Linked DNA regions of Mus musculus: region 1 is linked to region 2. A link is a contact called in public Hi-C data. All regions are on one chromosome and are shown on one strand. Each heading gives the region's core, a stretch centred on a gene start, on an enhancer-like site or on the middle of the called end of the contact. The rest is flanking DNA. Distances are from core to core; before and after follow the strand shown.

Region 1 (3,651 bases), core at 634-3,133, 190 kb before region 2:
AAGCTCTACTACACCAATGGGCTAAGGAATGCTTAGATTGAGGTAGGGCAGAGGATACAGGAGAGGTGTGTTCTAAGGTTTAGTCACGTGCAAGCCACAGGATGGTAGAGAGAAGGGAGATAGCAGCTGAGGCCTGTACTGTAAGCTGGTCAGGATGCTCCTTGCTGAGAGCTCAGTGCACAGAGACACAGGCCAGGGTAGAAAGGAATAAATGAGACACGGTGGCCCAGGCTGTTATTAGTGCCAAGCAGATGTGCTTAGCAGTTCCTCCTGAGTCAAGAGAGATTCGCACCATCCTTTACAGGGAGAGATGCTTGGGCTGGCAGTTAGCAGAACTATCTCAAACCTGACAAGCTACAACTAGTCCCCAGGCCATGTCTCTGAAGAGCCTGCCCATTGTGCCATTGTGCCATTGTGGTCAAACCTCGGCCCCTGAGCTACAAACTGCTGTTACTCTGTACGCACAAGGCTTTTCATTGTGAGGGGCCTGAATTCTTGTCAGTTTTTTGTGACTAAGACAAAATACCTGAGACAAAGAGCAAAGAGGAAGAAAAGATATGCCTCACAGTTCAAAGATTCCAGCCCGTGGTCACCAGGCCCTGTTGCTTTGGGTCTATGGCAGCAGAGTATATCATGGTGGCAGAGAAGGCCTGTTCACCCCTCAGAGCAAGGAAGCTGAGAGAGGGGGTAGGTTCCCCATACTTTTCTTCAAGGGGGCACCAATGACTTAACTTCCTACCACCAGGCCCCACCTCTTAAAGACTCCACCCTCCAATGTCCCTGGCTATGATTAAGTTAGTATATGGGCCTTTGGGGAACATTCCCGACATAACCGTTGCCCATGGGTTTACAGAGAAGAGGTAAAGCCCTGGGGTGCAGAAAGCTCTGTCCTGTGTAAGCTGGAAGGATGAAGAGGGACTAGCAGCTGCAGGCTTGCTCATGAGTATGTCTGTGTGGATGCATCTGTGTGTCTCTCTGTACCCCTAAGTGTACCTATGTGAAAGAGGAGGCCACAGAGGCAGGTGGTGACCCTAAGACAATGACCTAGACTCAGCCTGTTCTGGGACAGTAATTTCCTAGAGTTCATGTGCAGGTGAGATGGTCTCAGGACCTTCCCACCACAGGGCTGGGACAATGTTGTGTGTGTCTGAGATCATGTCATTCTTTCACGGAATACTCAAATTCAGACCCATTTTGTTCCAGGCCTGAGGCCAGCCAGCCAAGGATCTGAAGAGATGGCTCTGGAACCTTGGCCTCCATATCTTACCTCTGTCTCTTCCTCTGTCCTTTGGCCATATTGGCTGGGCCTCCCCATCAGGTCTGTATCCCCAGCCATGACCTTCACAGAAGACCAACAAAATATGTTCCCTTGAGAAAACCCTATAATCATAATTCCCTTAAGATCCATACAGAAATTCCTATGTAGCTTCCCAGAAAGAGCTGTCCATTTCTTTAGCAGGTGTACTGTGATCATGTGCTTAGCAAACAGATACTGAACCCAAAGTCAATACCTACTTCACTTCAGGCCAGTAGCCTCAGACACACCCAGGAATCAGGCCTGGAAGGACCCTAGGTTATCTCCTCCCCTGAGTTCTACTTGGCCTTGTTCACGTGCACACTGCTCCACAGTGACAGCTTGTGATCCTCAGCCTTACTCTAAGGCAAAAAAAGAGCCCTATGCTGAGCTAGTGTGCACCCCAGCCTGGCACATAGTAGGTACTCAATAAAGGAAGGTAGGGAGACAGGCAGGGTAGGGGGAGGTAGAGAGAAGAGAGAGGTCTCCAGTGGTTTTCTCGGAAGCAGCCTTCCCCCTCTCTCCCTCCCCTCTGCCCCCACCCCCGGTTGGCTGGGCTCCCTTGTCCTGAGTCAGCACGCCTGTGCATGTGCCTGTGTGGCCGTGGGTGGTGGCAGTGGGCTGGGACATTCTCATGCCAAGCAGGCTCTGCGCGCGCTGTCCTCGCCGCCTGCACAGTTCTCTCGTTGCTGCGTCTGAAAATGTCAACTTCTTATCTCGCCAGAATTTTTCCTGACTTGGAGAATTCAATAAAGAAGCTGAGTAACACTTAAAATAATAATGAAGCCCGGGGTTGCTGCAACTCCCGGCTGGCTCTGCGGCCAGGCTGCCTTGCCGCCATGATCAATCTTCATTTTCACACCGGGTGCCAGACAGCTCTGCAGGGTGGGGCTGGCCGGAAGCCCTGGGGAATTCACAGGCCACCAGGATGCCCGGGCACTCACCTGCTACTCTGAGCAGCGGGAGAGAGAGGCCATGCTGAACCTAACCTCCCTCACACACCAAGTCACTCCACATCGCAGTACCCCATCACTTACTACACCTGCTTCCCTGTGCCTGGACCCGTGCTGTTCCGTCCACCCAGTGCTAGCATCAAGGAAACTCCTATCTACTCCTCAAAACCCAGCTCAGGGTTCAGATAAGCCTCACTAGTTCTGTAGCCTTTGGACAGAGCAGTGTGCTCAGAGGGGTTTGTGGGTTGGAACCCCTCGGCTGCTTTCCTCTATTTTTGCCACCATGTGTTAACTAGCTAAGCACACTGCAATAGGTATGCAGAGACAAGAGGCTCGCCCAGGATCCAGAGATGCAGCAGCTGAATCCAGAAATAGCTGGGACTGTCTGCTACTACCCAGAAGCCCTTTCGGCCTGAGAGTGCCTAGCTGATAGATGAAGAGACTGGAAACCAGAAGGGAGAGAGAGAGAGAGAGAGAGAGAGAGAGAGAGAGAGAGAGAGAGAGAGAGAGAGAGAGAGAGAGAGAGAAAGAGAGAGCTGCATCCTGACAGAGGCAGCCCTGAACTGGAAGGCCCAGATATCACTATGGGGACGAGGCATGTGAGCTCTGGGTCCTGGCTGCCCTGTGAACTTGGTCGAGTTCACTGACACTGGAGGAGGCCCACTGTGTTCACCTGTGAGATCAGACCATGGTTGTCCAATCAGCAGGGTATATGGCTGGCCCATGCCCACAATGGAGGCCTATGTGAGAGCCAATCAACCTTGCTTGTTGCTCGGGGCTCTCCAGTCCTTCCTCAGTCCCTCAAGGGCCTCGCTGTTTGGTTTGAATCTACTCCAATTTGTCAACAGCTTTCTTTACAGGGGCTCTTACCGAATGTCTGCAAATTGACTCCTAGGCTAATGAGAACCAATTAATCTTCCCTCCTCCCTCCAACCCCGGCCAGCATCAGCCTAGCCCATCTCTCACTGCTCTCTTCTCTAGGCACAGAGCAAGGCCAGGACGAAAAGATCCAGCCTAGAGCAGCCACAGGCCTGAAGTGAGATGAGAACTCTGTGGGAGACCCTAGACCTCACCTATAACAGCAGCAGCCATCCCCAAAAGGAAAGCAAGCCCCAACTTGAAGATTCTTGGATGTTTGTATGGGTGCTGGAAAACCTTTCACGGAGATGGTCTGAATGAGAGGAAGGCCCACCTGCATGACAGGGAAGGAAACCCTGGGAAGAGGCTGAGACTGCGACTCAGTTGGGAGTTTGTTTAGCATTTGCAAAGCACTGGAACTGATCCTCAGCATCCCATAAACCACAAGGAGGCGACACATACCTGTAATTGTAGCACGCGGATGATGGGGGTAGGAGGATGAGGAGTAGGGTCATCCTTGCATGTGTTGAATCCACAAGGCCAGCC
Region 2 (3,579 bases), core at 105-2,604:
TTCAGATATCCTGAACACAGCTGGGGGGTACCTTGAGAAACATGTTCTCCATCTCTGAGATCCATCCAACAAGCCAAAGTGCTGAAAACTTAGAGGAAGGAGGAGGGGCTAATGAAGCCAGGGCTTTCCGGCTCTGGGAAAGTGCCTCCAAGCCCTGCCTGCCTCGCCTCACAGATGGCCAGAAAGTCGGTGCCGTTCCTGAACACAGATGTGTGGTCCAAGGAGTTGCTGTGGGCCATCACCAAGTCTGGCAGAACACAGCAAGAGCAAACCCCGGACAAGGTAGCCCCCCACACACACACTGTTCCCAAGGGCCCCAGCCTATTCACCACACAGGCCCATGGGATCTGTCACAGACAAGCAGGGCCCTTGAACAAAGGGAGAAGGAACGAGGCCTGGGCAGCTGGACTAGAAGCACCTCCCTTCCTCACCACAGGCTGGGGTTTAGGCCTTCCTCGGGCAAGATGGGAAGGGTGGCCTCAGAGTAAGGAAACCTGGGGAACTTGGTCATAGGCGCTCAGGTCAGGTGGGTCCCACTCAGGACAGGATGTTGAATCCCACCAGGCCTTCCTGTTCACCTACTACGGGCTAATCCTTCAAGCTGAGGAGAACAGCACCACCGTCAGGACGCATCTCACAACCCTCTTGGAGACATCTCACCAGTGGGCCAAGCAAAGGGAGGTGAGGCCCCAAAGGGGGGAAGGGAGGCCCCAGGCAGGGGGAGGTGAGGGTCAAAGCAGGGGTTTGGGGAGGTAAGGGCTCAGTAAACTGAGTTGTGCTGGTCACCTACCAATCCCTGGTTTCCGTCACACAGAGCTCTGATCCTTATCACACACTGAACCATGGTCCTATCTCACACTGAGCCCTGACCCTGTTCATACTCAGCCTTGTCCCTGGTCACAGAATGAGCCCCTTCCCTGGTTTCACAATGAACCCTGATCCTCGAATGCACACCGACTGTTAATCCTGCTCCCATAGCGAGCCCTGAAGGTCACACGCTGAGCCCCTAGTCCCACCACACGCTGAACCTTGCTCCTGACGCTGACACCGAGACCTCCTGAGTCTGTGCGCATACTGAGTCCTTATAACTCTCATATCGTGGTTCTCCAGTCAGAATCTGAGCCCTCCTCCTGGCCACACACTGAGCCCTAGGGCTCCTCACAGTCTGAGACCTGAACATGAAAACACACTGAGGCCTGATCCTGGTCATGTCCTGAGGGCTGATCACAGCATGAACTCTGACGAACTAAGCCCCAATCGCATCTCTCGCATCTCATACATCTTCACTCCTATCCTGAGCATGTCTGCCCAGAGCTGAGCTGGCACGAGAGACAACCAACCCCAAAGCTCCCTTTCTTCCTCTTCCCACCCCCAACTCCACCCACCTCCTGGGTGTCTGGGCTCTGAGCTGCAGGTCCTCAATTGTGTGTGAGTTCCTGCCCCCTGCTGGTGGAGTGGGGAATTACAGGATCCAGATCACAGACTCAGGGGGGACTCTGCCCACAGGGCATTGCTCTCACAGTGGGACTGGTTGCAGTAAACCACTTGGATGATGCCTGGGCTATCTTAGAACAGTTTGGACGGAGCACACCCTTCAAGAGGAGCCTGCAGAACTTTTCCCTGAAGGTATCAACTCAGGGTTCCTAGGGTGGTGGGGGGGGTGGGGGGGTGGAGTAGGGGCGGACATCAAATCCTACACTGCATGAAGGGAAACATAGCAACCACTCTAGGATTATGGTTGCCACTGAGGCAAAGATTTATCTAAAAGGTGAGACTCTTGGCCTGAGAATTGCTTGTGCACACTGGAGGGGGCTCCATTCTGTGCCACCTTACTGCACCCTACGTGACTCCCCCTGGAAGACAGTGCCTGGGAACCTCTCCAAAGGAATTTTGGGTTGGGGAGGTTCTTCATGCTCTTGCAGGTCTGTTCATGGTTAACCCTGCAACCTAGAGGAGGCTCCGCTGGCTCTTCACATCTGGCAAGTGGCAGAACTGAAGTGCATGCCTCAGACTCTCCGTGGGTACCTGTCACTGTTTTTGCAATGTCACCACGCTAGTACCGTGGTGACATCTGAGAGGAGAGATGACTCTGGGCCACAGTCAAGCAGGAAATTCCACTTTGCCCATTACTGTCTGCCTGGATGGAAGCATGATCTTTCCAGCCCCCCCCCCCCCGGCAGCCCATAAGTGTGTGGTGTGCCCATCAGGGTGCTGGGCTGTAGGGAAAGACTATCACGGGAGAGGCCTCAACTCTTCCAGTTCCAATGGAGCCTAGTACAATGCCTTTGATGTCCTGGTATAATCAGCCTAACTCCCTGAAAATCTAATTTCACTTCTGCTGTTCTCATTTGGTGAACAAAGACCCTCTGGACACTCCCTTCCCCCACCTTGCTGGGATCGGGGTACCCCCTTCTCACCACTCCCCAAGTAGACAGTGGGCAAGACCCAACCCCAAATCCACTCCTACCCAGCTCCACGGCCAGAACACTGAGGACCTTCGGTGGAAGTGGGCCAGCAGCACCATCCTCCTCTCCTACGGCCAGATGGCAGCCTGGGCCAAGAACCACATCCTGCCCTGGGTGGACAACATCTTATCCAGGATGATCTTCTACTTCCACTTCAGCTCCTGGGTACAGGTTGCCTTGCTCACCATCACCCCAGTCCTGCACCTTCCCCAGGACAGAGCTAGGACTCCGGCTCTGCCCTGCCCCGATCATGAACTCAGGGAAGCCTAGGGCCAGCCATCTTTAGCCTTTGCCCAAGTCCCCTGCCCTCCCACCAAACCTCCTGTGCTGTGCATTGCCCCTGTGCCTTTATTACCCTGAAATTTCCTCTGGTCTGATAAGAACCCCATTCCCCCACTTCTTACAATGCAAATACTGGATTTTCACATGGGGGAGGGCTGGATCCTAAGAGGCCAGGGTGATGCCTTTCTCCGAGGAGCACCATAGCCTGGCTTGTGATAGCCAGGATAAGTCTTGCCCATCCAGGCTGTAGGTACCACACTCCAGAAACCCTCACAGGCCCCTCTCACATTTTGGCCAGGCTCACAGAATTCACATGCTTAAACCAAGATCATGCGCTCCTTCCTAAGGAAGGCCCTACCCACCAGCTCCCAGCCCGGTGGTCCCCACCACACCCCTCTCACCCTGACTCAAGTGTGCCTGAAGATGGTGGCCTCGGCCTCGCTTCTTGCTTTCTCCCACAAGCTCCTTGGCTCTCAGCCTGATCTGTCCCCTGGGGCCTGACCTACACAGGATGAGACCCTGAAGCAAAGCTTCCTTACTGCTATCACGATGCTGGTGGGAGCCATCAGCCGGAACGAAGGTGCCCACAGCTACGAGTTCTCCCAGACTAGTGAGCTCCTGGAGTGTCTGATGGTATGTGCACAGGAAGCCTGCCCCTCAGAGCAGCCCTCCTAGGCAGAGCTTCCTCTCTCAGACCAGCAGCTTTCTTAGATACAGGGAGCCTCCTCCCTCAGACCTGGGAAAGGGCAAACACAGGAAATACTCCATATACCCCGAGTTAGTTGGGTCTTGCTGGAACCCTGAGCAGACCGGGTATGGCCACAGTACAGGC

The links. Hi-C and Micro-C count contacts between places; a contact is called where the count stands out from the background.
Region 1: a Hi-C map of cerebral cortex shows a contact between it and region 2, with 2.9 times the contacts expected there. The contact joins two enhancer-like sites. A contact is called at or near these places in 5 of 484 Hi-C or Micro-C datasets (cerebral cortex, cortical neurons, differentiating embryonic stem cells and 1 more), 1 of 115 datasets of contacts at active chromatin or transcription factors (embryonic stem cells) and 1 of 9 other capture datasets (embryonic stem cells).

What each region holds. Positions count from the first base shown.
Region 1 is chr15:73,980,808-73,984,458 of GRCm38.p6, reverse strand. No RefSeq gene overlaps it. Among named protein-coding and RNA genes, the nearest start is that of Gm32355, 7.4 kb to the left of the region's middle. Within about 2 kb of position 1,883, at least 35 of the 459 cell types and tissues checked have an H3K27ac peak or open chromatin away from gene starts, as enhancers often do. A contact at or near this core is called in cerebral cortex, where this site is marked.
Region 2 is chr15:73,789,771-73,793,349 of GRCm38.p6, reverse strand. It overlaps Mroh5 (maestro heat-like repeat family member 5), which reads left to right. Exons shown (of 11, transcript NM_001368162.1): 5 at 175-282; 6 at 565-681; 7 at 1,507-1,626; 8 at 2,472-2,630; 9 at 3,258-3,380. Among named protein-coding and RNA genes, the nearest start is that of Ndufb4c, 18 kb to the left of the region's middle. Within about 2 kb of position 1,354, at least 61 of the 459 cell types and tissues checked have an H3K27ac peak or open chromatin away from gene starts, as enhancers often do. A contact at or near this core is called in cerebral cortex, where this site is marked.